2 separate regions of the Sus scrofa genome follow, and region 2 is linked to region 1. The links are chromatin contacts, called in public HiChIP or PLAC-seq maps. All regions are on one chromosome and are shown on one strand. The core of a region is the stretch at or near the end of the contact, and the rest is flanking DNA. Distances in the headings are between cores, read along the strand shown.

Region 1 (6,320 bases), core at 2,094-4,593:
AAACTTTACATGAGTTTTAAAAAATAAGACAGTTTTCAAAAAAACTTCCAGCATTTGTCCTCAACCCCAGTCTCCCTTCGTTATTCAGTCCCATATATTTCTGAGGAAAGACTTGAGAAGAATTCTTTTTTTTTTTTTTTTTTTTTTTTGTCCTTTCTAGGGCTGCACCCGTGGCATATGGAGGTTCCCAAGCTAGGGGTCCAATCAGAGTTGTAGCCACCAGCCTATACCACAGCCACAGTAATGCCAGATCCAAGTTGCGTCTGCGACCTACACCACAGCTCACGGTAACACGGGATCCTTAACCCACTGAGTGAGGCCAGGGATCAAACTGAAACCTCAGCAGATTCCCTAACCGCTGAGCCACGACAGCAACTCCAAGACTTGGGAAGCATTAACAGACTATTCAAATCTAACGCTTGGGGTCTGAGGGGTAAATGCGTGACCAATGTTCCTTGTGTTTTCAGCTTTTGGTGATTACAAATAAAGCCACTATAAACATCTGTTTTCCAAAGTGGCTGTTTCATTTGCATTCCTACTAGCAATGTAACAAAGTTATATTTGCTCAGCATCTTCATCTTCACTAACACGTGTATAGTCTCCTTCCCCATTCTAATAACTGTGTACTAGTAGCACCTTGTTGTGGTTTTACTTTGCATTTCTCTAGTGATTAATGATGTGAAACATCTTTTCATGCTACTTATTTGCCATTTGTATTTTTTTTTTTTTTTGAAAAAGTGTCTGCACTAATCTGGTGTCTTTTTTTTTTTTTTTTAAAGGGCCGCACCCGTGGCATATGAAGGGTCCCAGGCTAGGGGTGAAATCAGAGCTATAGCCACCGGCCTACACCACAGCTATAGCAATACCAGATCCAAGCTGCATCTGTGACCTACACCATAGCTCATGGCAACCCCAGATCCTTAACCCACTGAACAAGGTCAGGGATCAAACCCTTATCCTCATGAATACTAGTGGCTTCTTAACCCGCTGAGCCACAGAGGGAATTCCTGTCCTTTACTTTTTTTGCTTCTTTTTTTCTCATTATTGAGTTTTTTTTTTTTTTGGTGTGTGTGTGTGTCTTATATTTCTTTTTTTTTTTTTTTACTCAAATGAATTTATCACATCTGTAGTTGTATAATGATCATAACAATCTAATTTCACAGGATTTCCATCCCACAGCCCAGGCACATCCCCCCACCCCCCAAAATGTCTCCTCCAGAGACCATAAGTTTTTCAATGTCTGTGAGTCAGCATCTGTTCTGCAAAGAAGTTGTCTGTCCTTTTCTCAGATTCCACATGTCAGTGAAAGCATTTGATGTTGGTGTCTCATTGTATGGCTGACTTCACTTAGCTTGATAGTTTCTAGGTCCATCCACGTTGCTAAAAATGCTGGTATTTTATATTTCTTTTTAATATTGCATTGTGTATATGTACCACATCTTCTGGATCCACTCCTCTGTTGATGGACAGTTAGGTTGTTTCCATGTCTTGGCTATTGTAAATAGTGCTGCAATGAACATTGGCGTACATGTGTCTTTGCGAGTCGTGGTTTTCTCTGGATAGATGCCCAGGAGTGGGATTGCTGGATCAAATGGTAGTTCTATGTTTAGTTTTCTGAGGAATCTCCATACTGCTTTCCACAGTGGTTGCACCCATTTACAATCTCACCAAACTCATTATTAAGTTTTGAGAATTCTTTATATACTCTGAATAAAAATTCTTTATTAAACATTTTGATTTAACCGCCCCCCCCCAGTGTCAGGTTATATTTGAGTATGTGTACTGAAATAACTGTGAGCCACTTTAATTCCACATTTTGTCTTTTTATAACTAGTTTAAATGAATTTGTAATGTTATCTTTCTGAGGAGTTATGTTTACCTTTAAAGTGAGGGGAATTTAGTTTGCTGTCAAAATCTAAAATACCTGTCTTCAAGCTCTAAAAAGGTATTCTGTATAAAACTGACTGTAGCCTAAATATAGCAGAAAGACGGTTTCCTTTTAGGATGTAAATAAGCAGAGTATTAAGACCTAGGAGTATATAAGAAAACTATTTTCAAACGACATTACTTTCTAAATTAGGGTTTTTTTTTTTTAAATGAATTAGCAACACAATAAAGAATGATTTGAAAGAAAAGCTGTTTTACCGTCCCAGAAACCTAACTTGAGAAAAAGGAAGTATTAAAAGGCAGGTGTTTTAAGTTTTGAAAGTAGTACATGCAAGCGCCTCTTAATTCACATTTGCACCTGCATCTTTGATTTGCAAAAATTGATGCGTAAAATTTCAAAATAGCAAAATGTAAGTTTTGTTACATTAACATGTGGTTTTGTGCTCTATGCAGTAGAGCATGTTACCTTGCAAATTTGGATCCTTTAGCATTTCTAATCATTACTGTAATTAATCTACTTTAATAAGAGTTAAACTGAGCAGTTCGTACTTGTAACTGCTAGAAGCTCCTCCCCAGCAGTTCCTTACTCCTCCCCTCTCTCCTGCGAAGGAAGATAACCTTCTCCTGTTGACTACCGCGCTCGGTTATCTGCGCGTAATTCCCAGTCCATTCCTGTCTTCCCGCATTCTTCTCCGGGATCACGGCTCCTTCACTGCGCACCGCAGTTATTTCCTGCAGAACCGGGTAGTGGATTAAGCTCTTTGAAGACCAGCCGCAGACCCTGTTTTTTTCCCTTTTCCATTCCAAGCACGTGTCTACCTGAAAACTTTTTCCACCTGTCACACTCTTGCTCGGTCTTGATGTTCAGTTTCCTGCTACAGAATCTTGACTACCAAGTTTGGGCCAAAAGAGCTCTCATTTTTGCTTAAACAATAACGGCCGCGCAAATTTTATAGTTAGATTTGTCTCAAATCCGAAGACCGCGCCTCCTAACAGGAGGGATGCACCCCAGGAGTGAGCAGCTGTGGCCGAGAGAAGGGTGCGGGGACAATCCCTGACAGGACAGCTCAACCCCCAGGGACAACAGTGCCGCATCCCGTTAAATTTGGGCTCAGGCCGCGTTTCCGGCCAGATAGCCTCTCCGCGAGCCTGGAACTTGCTTTCCCAGTAGGCCCCGCGCGGCCTTCGGCGCCCCGCCCCCTCGCGGTGCGGCGCTGGGCGCGCTCCGGGTCCTGTCATAGCTAGACCCGCGAGCCCCGCCTGCGGCCCCACCCCCTCGCTCCCAGCTCCTTCCCCCGCTCCCGCGAGTTCCAGTCCCGGCTTCCAGCTCCCCAGCCCCGCCCTCAGTCGCGCGCGCTCTCCCGGCCCCGCCCTCGTTCCCCCGCGTGCCGCCGCCACAGCCAATGAGGTTCCGGGCCGCGTGCGCAGATTCAAACGGCGGCTCTTGAGGGAGGCTGGGCGCGAGATTCGGCGGTGCGGACAAAACCCTGCAGGAGGCTGCGAGCCCTGCAGAGCGGCTCGCTGCGGGGAGAGGGCGGGGGTCGGCTCCCGCGGCGGAGCCGCGCTGGGACCGCGGCAAGGAGGTTGAGAGGCAGGGGGAGCGGCCAGCGGAGGGCAGGAGCGCGCCTGCTGACATGTTGGGGGTATCCCTGACCGGGCCAGGCCGGGGCTAGGAGCGGCGCTGCGGGCCGGGGGCGGGTCTCGGTCCGCCCCTCCGTCCTGCTCTGCCGGGAACTTGAGTTCCGCACTCGGTCGCCTCGGAGCGTGAGCGAGTGAAGCGGCGGGAGGGTTGGGGAGAAGGAGCATTCGCCTGAGGCTGGAGGAGGCTGAACTGCGTCCCCGCCCAGCCTGCGCCTATGCGGTACTTGAAGGATGGCGAAGAGGTCGCGCAGGTGGGTGACATCCCCTTCTCCAGGCCTGTCGGCACAGTCTCGGCTCAGATCATCCTGCCTTTCCCGCCGCTTCCCCACCAGGCCCTGCCTAGCCCGGGCCGAGGTTATCCTGCCCGCTGCTCCACAGCCGCTTCGGCACGCTGGCCGGAGCGCAGCTGTGACGTGTGGAGAGTCGGGGACCGGTGTGTTTAAGACTCACGAAGTGAGCAACAGATGCCCGGGTTGCTTCCTTGAGTCCCTTCTCCCCCCCCAGCGCACGTCCGGACCCACAATCTCTCGCGGCAAGTTCTTGGTGGGAGTTTCTTGGCAGGTAAGTCTGTGTGCTTTCAGGGAGTCCGCTCCTCTGGTGAGGCTGGGGTACTGACCTGGCCGGACGACCTCAAAGTGGCATTCAGAGGGCCTCTTTTTCTCTGAATTACTGGACCTGTTAAAAATAGGAACTCTTGTGTTAAATATAGGTGGGGACCCCTCGGCCATCTCTGCCACCTTGAAAGGTATGGAAATCCTCTGAGGAATCATGAGTAGAGAGGCTCTTTTTGATGTTTTCTGTAATTACCATCCTCATGGTTTTAGTGTTATGTGTATATATATATATATATATATGTATTTAATATCCTCTACTGGGAGATGTCACACTGTTACCGCCAGTAGCTTGATCTTAAAATAAAACAATGTGTTTGATTCACTTAATATTTTGTGTGTCTACGGAAGTGTTGCACAGAGACAGGACATGGCTTTTGTTGGAAACTTGCTAGATTGAACTTATGCATGTCATCTTTGTTAATATGTCACTACAGTAGCTACTCCTAAATTGTGTGTAGTAATCACTTAGATGACAAAAAACTAGGGCCCTTTTTGTCAGGATTATTAAATAAACATGAAGAGAAGTTTGACAGGATTTCCAAATGGTTTTTATTTACCTAGATCCATAGCCTCAAAGTCTTAACTGGAAGTGTATTTCCTAAATTGAATTTTAATGCTAGATTTATTCATTGCAGATCTCCATTAAAAATTGGCAATAATTGCACATAATATTTGTGGCTTTATTCATTTGTTAAGCATCTATATGCAAGGCATTTTGGCAGAAATCAGCACAGAATATAATCAAGTCCTTGTTAGATTATTATTTTGTAGCAGCTAGGGAATAGATCAGACTCTTGAGGTGCCACAGGTGTACCCACACCCGCATGCACCTCTAGAAGAGGGTTCTCAACCTAGGCATTGTTGATACTTTGGATTAGATAATTCTTTGTATTGGGGAGGGGGGCTATCCTGTGGTTTGTATATCTAGCAGCACCTCTGGTCTTTATCCGATTCATACAATTCTTTGTATTGGGGAGGGGGGCTGTCTTGTGGTTTGTAGAATGTCTAGCAGCACCTCTGGCCTCTCTCCGATACGTGCCAGTAACACCCCACTTCCCCCAAGTGTGACAATTGAAAATATCTCCAGACGTTACCAAATAACTGTTGGTTGGGCAAAATCACCCAGGTGAGAATCACTGCTCTATAACGTCAAGACCCAATTAACTTCTCAGTCTTCAGAAAAGATAGTAAAAAGCTCCTGTATCTGTAATTACTGAGGTACCAGTTTAGGCCTTTATAAAAGCTTTTTTTTAAAAAAAAATTAAACCTTTATTAAGCCCAGTGAAAAGTGAATATGTCAACTCAATAACAGAAGTTTGTTTATATTCAGTGTGTGACATTATCTACTTACCAGTGTTGATTTTAATCTTATTTGAAGGAGTTTTTTGGCTAATGCTGTCATCAGGAGTTAGTTATGGTTAGATATGGATGCTTGAATGCCTTCTCCAGTCAGTTTTCTGTCCCTAATTTGTGTATGCTTCATAATAATAGGCTAAGAAAGAAATTGATTAATTTGCTTGTGTAAATTATTTTGTTGATAACTCTGTGAGCTTTGACTTCTTTAATTGTACTGTTGACTTTTCCTCTCAGCTCTAAAAATTAATTGAAATGTATTATAGAAATGTTGAAAGGGTCATAAGTTTGGAGTAATTAAATGCAGTTGGCTTGAAGCTACACTCCCTGTGGCAGTATGCAGGTAGAGGATGTGAGGAGAAATTATCACCTCTGAATGGTGTATTTCTTAGGGTCTTTTCATACTTGAATGTGTTTTGTGCTCTAATTTATATTTCTTATGTATGTAAATATGATTTATTTATCTTAGAAAATAATAGGAAGTGAAAATTTTGAAGGATAAATGATTTATTGGGCAAAGTCTAGTCTTATGCCTTTAACCAAATATCTTAGGAGTAAATGTGAACTTAATTTGTAGTTGAATGAAAAAGGGCATAATTCAGGCACTTTAAGATCTTCACTTATACAGTCATTTAAATATTTGATTGAAAAGTATACTTTCCTGTGTAAAAGTTTTGCATAAAACTGCAGGCATAAATCCTGTAATACACCTTTCCTGTATGATCTTGAAAAAAAAAAAAAAAAAAAAGTGGGGGGTAATACACTGTTAACCTCAGGTTGAAACAACTGGAGGATGTTAGCTCTTTTGATCTTTAAGATAACTGT
Region 2 (6,320 bases), core at 2,758-5,257, 140 kb after region 1:
AGTATGACATGTGCACTGAGGCAGTCAGAATGATACCTAATTAACTTGCTATATTAGTGGATGGTCTCAAGTGTTAGTCTGGATCTGTTGCTGCGTGGAACAGCTTTTGAAAGAGGATGCCTAAGCGCGGTAGAATTAAAACCATCTACACCTGTCAGTGTGTGCTGATGGCTGGAAAATGCATTGCCACCAGCAGTTAAATGGCCAATGATATCACCAGTTTCATCTGAAGATCATGAATACCATTCTTGGAGGTTGATCAACACATATTCCTGAACCCTTTCCTGGGCTAACCAAGGAGAACTTTGCAGAGGACCCCCTGGAGAGTGGACACACTTGTTGGGACCATGCTATAAGAGCCAGAGGCTAAGTCAAAATCGTGGGGACCGCTTGGTCTCTGGGGTCCCTGGATGGGCTTTTGTGGATCCTTGTCATTGGCTAAGTCCCATTAAGTCTAAGGAAACTGCTCAAACATGGCCACTGGGAGTTCCCGTCATGGCTCAGTGGTTAACGAACCCAACCAGTATCCATGAGGACGCAGGTTTGATCTCTGGCCCCACTCAGTGGGTTAAGGATCTGGCGTTGCCATGAGCTGTGGTGCAGGTTGCAGACACGGCTCAGATCCTGCGTTGCTGTGGCTGTGGTGTAGGCCGGCAGCTGCAGTTCTGATTGGACCCCAAGCCTGGGAACCTCCATACGCTGAAGGTGCAGCCCTAAAAAGACGAAAGACTAAATAAATAAATAAATAAAAGTGGCCACTGTTCAGCCATTAGGCTCACATGGACAGAAGAGTTAGGAGAGGGTTGCAGGACTGTGTCAGTTAAGATGTTTCCTAGCCTGTGCTGGGTGTTACAGAAGATGGATGAGTGAAACACTCTCCTGCCTTCATGGAACTTAAAGTCTAGTAGGTTTGGATAAAGTCATTGTGATGATCATATTTTTTTGTTTAGTCCCTTGGTCTTCTAGGTTAGGACTATGGGTTAGAACCAGGGGCTCTGCTGTACTTTGAGACTCCTCTTTTTCTCGTTTGTTTATATTTTTGGATGCAACTGAATCTGACTGGGCCTGACTCTGAATCAGGGAAATTGGTGGCCCATGGGCCATGTTTGGTTTGTAGAGAAATCAGAGAATTCAACACAAACATCCCAACTGCTGCTTTTTCTTAAAAATTGCAAGTTCTGCCAACATGGGGACACGAATTTATGCTTGTGATAATAAATTGCGGCTGAAAAGCTGTTCACCTAATGAAATGGGTCATGTGCTTTCCATTTCACCAAAGTCCCCTCCACTCCCTTGTGCCTTGAATTGCTTTGTGCATTGCTTTTATCTACCCGGCTCTTGTGGTCAGCTAAGTCTGTAAATCCAGCCCATATAAATATTATCTTACATGAGTGGTGAGGCCTTCAACAATCTGAGCACTTGCTAAGTGAGGATGAAGCCAGTTTGAGGCTCTTGCTTAACTGGGGTGGGCTCCGGGAGGAGTAGTGCCACTTGTGGTAAGTAGGATGCTGTGTGAATGGATATTCCAGCTGCTAACTCTGGTCCGGTGTCAGGGATAGATACATGAATGTCATAACTTTGGGCAGGAGTGCCTTATCCTCACCCTCAGAGTGTTTTAAAAATTTTATTTATTTATTTATTTTTGTCTTTTTTCTTTTCTAGGGCCGCACCCTCTGCATGTGGAGGTTCCCAGGCTAGGGGTTAAATTGAAGCTTCAGCCTCCTGCCTATGCCAGAGCAATGTGGGATCCAAGCCATGTCTGTGACCTACACCACAGCTCATCGCAATGCTAGATCCTTAACCCACTGAGCGAGGCCAGGGATTGAACCCTCAACCTCATAATTCCTAGTTGGATTTGTTAACCACTGAGCCATGACGGGAACTCCCAGAGTGTTTTTTTAAATTGAAGTATAGTTGATTTATAATATTGTGTAAGTTTCATGGGGAGTAGCAGTGTGATTGTTATATGTACATATATTGCAGAATCATTTCCATTATAGTTTATTACAAGATATTGAATATAACTCTCTGTGCTATATACAGTGAGTTCTTATTGCTTTGCTTTTTTTTTTTTTTTTTTTTTGCTTTTTAGGGCTGCATATGCAGCCTATGGAGGATCCCAGGCTAGGAGTCTAATCGGAGCTACAGCTGCTGGCCTACACCACAGCCACAGCAATGCCAGATCTAAACCATGTCTGTGACCTATACCATAGCTCACAGCAACATAGGATCCTTAACCCACTGAGTGAGGCCAGGGATCGAACCCACAATGTCATGGTTCCGAGTCAGACTTGCTTCTGCTGCGCCATGATGGGAACTCCTTGCTTATCTGTTTTATATATAGTGGTTTGTATCTGTTAATCCCACACTCCTAATTTATCCCTCTCCCCATTCCCTTTCCCCTTTGGTAACTGTAAGTTTGTTTTCTACGTCTGACAGTCCATTTCTGTTTTGCATATAGATTCATTTGTATTGTTTTTTAAACTCCAGATATAAGTGATATCATATGTTAATTGTCTTTGTATGACTTACTTCACTTAGTATGATAAACTCTAGGTCCATCCACATTGCAGAAAATGGCAATATTTCATTCTTTTTGTGGCTGAGTAATATTTAATTGTATATATACCACATCTTCTTAAGCCAGTCATCTGTTGATGGGTACTTGGGTTGTTTCCATGTCTTGACTGTTGTGAATAGTGCTGCTCTGAACATTGGGGTGCATGTATCTTTCTGAATTAGAGTTTTCATCTTTTCCGTATATCCTCATACTGTTTAAGTGATCCTTGCCTTTCCCTTTTTGGACAGGAGGACTGAGTGAGCCTGGTGTCATCTCACAGCCCTGAGCTCTCTATTTTATGGTGAATTGCAGTGAGCAGGGCCTTGACCTGTTAGGCTTTGGGGCTATGACACAAGGGTGTCTGATCCTAAATGAAGGAGAGACCCAAGGGGGATAACCCCTCTTCATGAGAAGCTGGAGGGGAAACTTTACATCTGTCACGATCCCACCATATACAGGAGAACTGCTTGCTTCAGATTCTTTAGGAACATATAAATAAATGTAAGAAGATTCAAAGTGACACAGATATGTATACATATGGATAAAGTATACAATCTCCCAAATATATTTAAAAAGTGATTCTGCAATCATCTTAAAGGGCCATGTCTATTCTTCACAAAATAGAATTTGTAACTCCTTATAATGGAAAATAATATTAGTGGCCCTTTTGGGACAGCTCCTCATAGTTTGATAGGGGGCTTTTAAAAGAGCAGAAATGAAGAAAAGGGAAATTCTGCAACATTCCAGATAAAGATGGTTGTTTTTGCCTTAAATTTTTATAAAGGATCCTTTCATTATATCACCAAAGCTTCACATAAGCCACACTTTAATGGAATAATGTAAAGGCAAAGGAAGAGGAAGGGGGGATCTGGGTTTTCATATGCCCCCTAAGATGCCCCAGATGGACCATGTCTCCCCTGGAGCTTTGTGTGTCTTGTGGGGGGTGCAGTTGGGCTGCATCTCTTACCTGGGGCAGTGTCCCTTTCACTAAGGCGGGGATGTCGGCCTTGGAGTAACCAAGGGCAGCCAGGCCATCGTCCACATCCAGATCAAATAAGAATTTTCGCAGAGTGTCTGCCAAAATGGGCCCAGCATCTGGGGTCCTGGCCGTGCGGATGTCGGCTCCTGGAAGACACAGAGCACCGACTGTAGAGAGGGAGAGGGAATCTGGCCCTGGGTGTGACTCCGGTTAGCTGAAAATATAACCTACTGCCAGCTCCCTTACCCCGAGGACAAGGGCACCCTGTGGCTCCACGTGGGGGCGGTCCAGCAGTCAGCCCCGCGGAAGGGAAGGGCAGGAGGAGCCGCTAACTTGGCTCTCACCTTCCCACTGGGGTGGGAAGGGAGGAACAGAGCCAGGAAAAGAGGCACAGGAAGGAGACCAAGAAAGAAGGCTGGTGTCTGGACGGGAGGAGTGAGCATCTGGAGGAGGAAATACAGCTTATGTAACTTTGAAGGCTGGGAATTTGCTGACACCTAGAGGTCTGCACATTCATGTCCTCTCTCACAGCAACAGCTTAGGGAGACAAACCCTTTGCAAACACTCATGAGACAAGAATCTTCGGAAGCCCCCCAAGCCCACATTAACTGCCAGAAAGAAGGAAACGATAAAAATGGATTAGGTGTGGCCAGGGAAGGAAATATTTCCTCTTTATAGATACAAAACCTTTTTTTTTTTTTTTTAATTCTGTTGCCAAATGTATATAGGTTCCTCTAAATACATGTTAAAGAATCTGTCAGGCGGAATTAAGAATATGGAGACTCAGAAAGCAGTGTTTACTATGGAGATAACGATGATAGTGAATAAGGAAGAAGGTTGCCAAGGGCTGGAGGTTTGTAAGGACAGAATTTTTTCATAATCACTGATTAATACGCAAAATCATGGAGCTTCAGTGTGGAAGAGCCCGGGGGTCCTGCCTTCAGGTAGGTGGCAGTGAAAGCTCTCAGACGAAACTGATTCCAGATCTTTAGCACCCCTGCCCCCATCTGTTCTAGGTGGACACGTTCATTGCCAGAAAGTGCAGCAATCTGTAAACAGAAGGCAGCATTATTTATTTATTATCCAAAATGCCTCCCATTGTCCAAGTCCACTTCCTCTGTATTGGTCAAAAAGAGACGAGAATGTCCGGTTCACCCCCGTACTGAAGTATATTGTTAAATCAGTTTTAACCTTTCTGTTCTCTGACAGAACTGTTTAAGTAATCCAGGAAAAGGTATAAATAGAACCAGGTCCGGAGCTTGTTGGGAGAGCAGCTAGATGGAAGGTAGAGCCGACCTGACAAGACCAGGCTGTATTACACAGTGGCCGCTCGGATACCGATTCGGTGGAGAGGTGACACGCGATACGGGGTTTATGAGGTTTTGATGTTCCCGGGATTGTGGCCATAAAACATACCATCCAAACCTCCAGGTTTTCCTATGAAGTGTTTTAGAAAAAAAGAGAGGGTAGGAAAGAGAGAATACATTGCTTTAACTCTAAGATTACACGAGGAATCAAAATACTTAATGGCTAAATGCGGAATGACATTATCTAAGATTTCCCGTGTAAGAGGAAACAACTGCATGGGTTTTGTCTGACAGAGGCATTGCCTTCTCAGTTTTGTTGGTTGCCTGGAAAGTTAGGTTTAGGTTCTGGAAGATGTTCCCAGTTACCATATGCCCAGCCTAGTATCTGGGCTCTGCCTATTTATGCCGTTTCCTATTTACCAAGGGTCTGAGTTTCAGCTTAGGGCTGACCAATGTTCCCCAGTCTGAAAGGGAAAAGATCCCTGGAAAAGTTGGCACCACGTTTCAGGCAGTCATGTGTGGGGAAATCAAGGCCTGGCCTTCTTTCAGTAACACCTAGTGTGAGAAGTGGAGGTGAGGCGAGACGCTCGGAAGGATGTCTGTGGTTGTTCCGACCTTCTTGGAAATAATCCCTCCAACGGCTGGTGCTAGAAGAGCATAAATCGGTTTTCTTTTTAGCTTTTCCTTTTCTACCCTAAACACAAGTAGGGGAATAGATTTTTTAAAAGTGAGTCGAATACTCAAGGTTACTTAAAAGAGTTCTTGTATTAGAAAAATACTAATATTTTACTTAACACTAAAGTGATCTTAAATGTCATTGCATTTGTAAGATTCAAAAGGCACCGTGGGCATCTTATTATTGACATTATTTATTCTATAGAACAGCAAACAAATATGTCTTTGGGGAACTCTTTATAAAGTTTCTGGTTATTTAAAGTTCTGTATAATTGGAAATTTACTGTTACTTCCTAATTTGGATTCATTTTATTTCCTGTTAAAACAAAAAGCATAGCATTAATAGTATATAAAGAGTTTCACTTGCCTTGAGGATGAAAACAGTGGAAATATTCTTACTCTAAACTTAACATAAGCAATATTTGGTTCCATTTCATCGTTAATAGACTCTTAGAAACATAAAATTATAGAATTTTAGTGCTAGATAGGAGTTGGGCAGCTCATTGACATTTTAAATTATCTCAAAGCAGTGTTTCTTGGTATTATCTTTTATGGCTGATCTTCAGAAACAATCCTAGGAAACGCTCCACGTATGTGGGTCAGAGATTTATGAGCAGTGGTTCATACCTAGTATTCCTGCTGTCTCCAGGTGTCGCTCAGGTGACATCTGTGCCGTGAACGTGAATACTGCTGGGGAGGTGAGTACCACAGAGAGGCCATGAGGCTGGAGGGAAATGGAACATGGTGAGTGATGGGGTAAATCTGGTCTTCAGCCTCCATGGTCTAGATATTAAATTAC

What was found. HiChIP or PLAC-seq counts read pairs in DNA pulled down with a chosen protein or histone mark.
Region 2: a contact with region 1 is called in an H3K27ac HiChIP or PLAC-seq map of skeletal muscle, with 7 times the contacts expected there. The contact joins the enhancer-like site here to the promoter of MYBL1 in region 1. A contact is called at or near these places in 4 of 5 promoter capture datasets (fetal liver, fetal skeletal muscle, liver and 1 more), 24 of 47 Hi-C or Micro-C datasets (adipose tissue, alveolar macrophages, blood and 15 more) and 2 of 2 datasets of contacts at active chromatin or transcription factors (alveolar macrophages and skeletal muscle).

The regions. Positions count from the first base shown.
Region 1 is chr4:68,116,735-68,123,054 of Sscrofa11.1, forward strand. It overlaps MYBL1 (myb-related protein A), which reads left to right and starts at 3,344. Exons shown (of 16, transcript XM_021089286.1): 1 at 3,344-3,779. The coding sequence starts at 3,760. LOC106510063 (a long non-coding RNA gene) reads right to left here and starts at 3,047. Exons shown (of 2, transcript XR_001308193.2): 1 at 2,707-3,047; 2 at 2,303-2,619.
Region 2 is chr4:68,257,449-68,263,768 of Sscrofa11.1, forward strand. It overlaps ADHFE1 (hydroxyacid-oxoacid transhydrogenase, mitochondrial), which reads right to left. Exons shown (of 14, transcript XM_003125603.4): 12 at 6,149-6,245; 13 at 3,528-3,685. Among named protein-coding and RNA genes, the nearest start is that of ADHFE1, 25 kb to the right of the region's middle. Within about 2 kb of position 4,008, at least 19 of the 83 cell types and tissues checked have an H3K27ac peak or open chromatin away from gene starts, as enhancers often do. A contact at or near this core is called in adipose tissue, brain, mesenteric adipose tissue and 4 more, where this site is marked.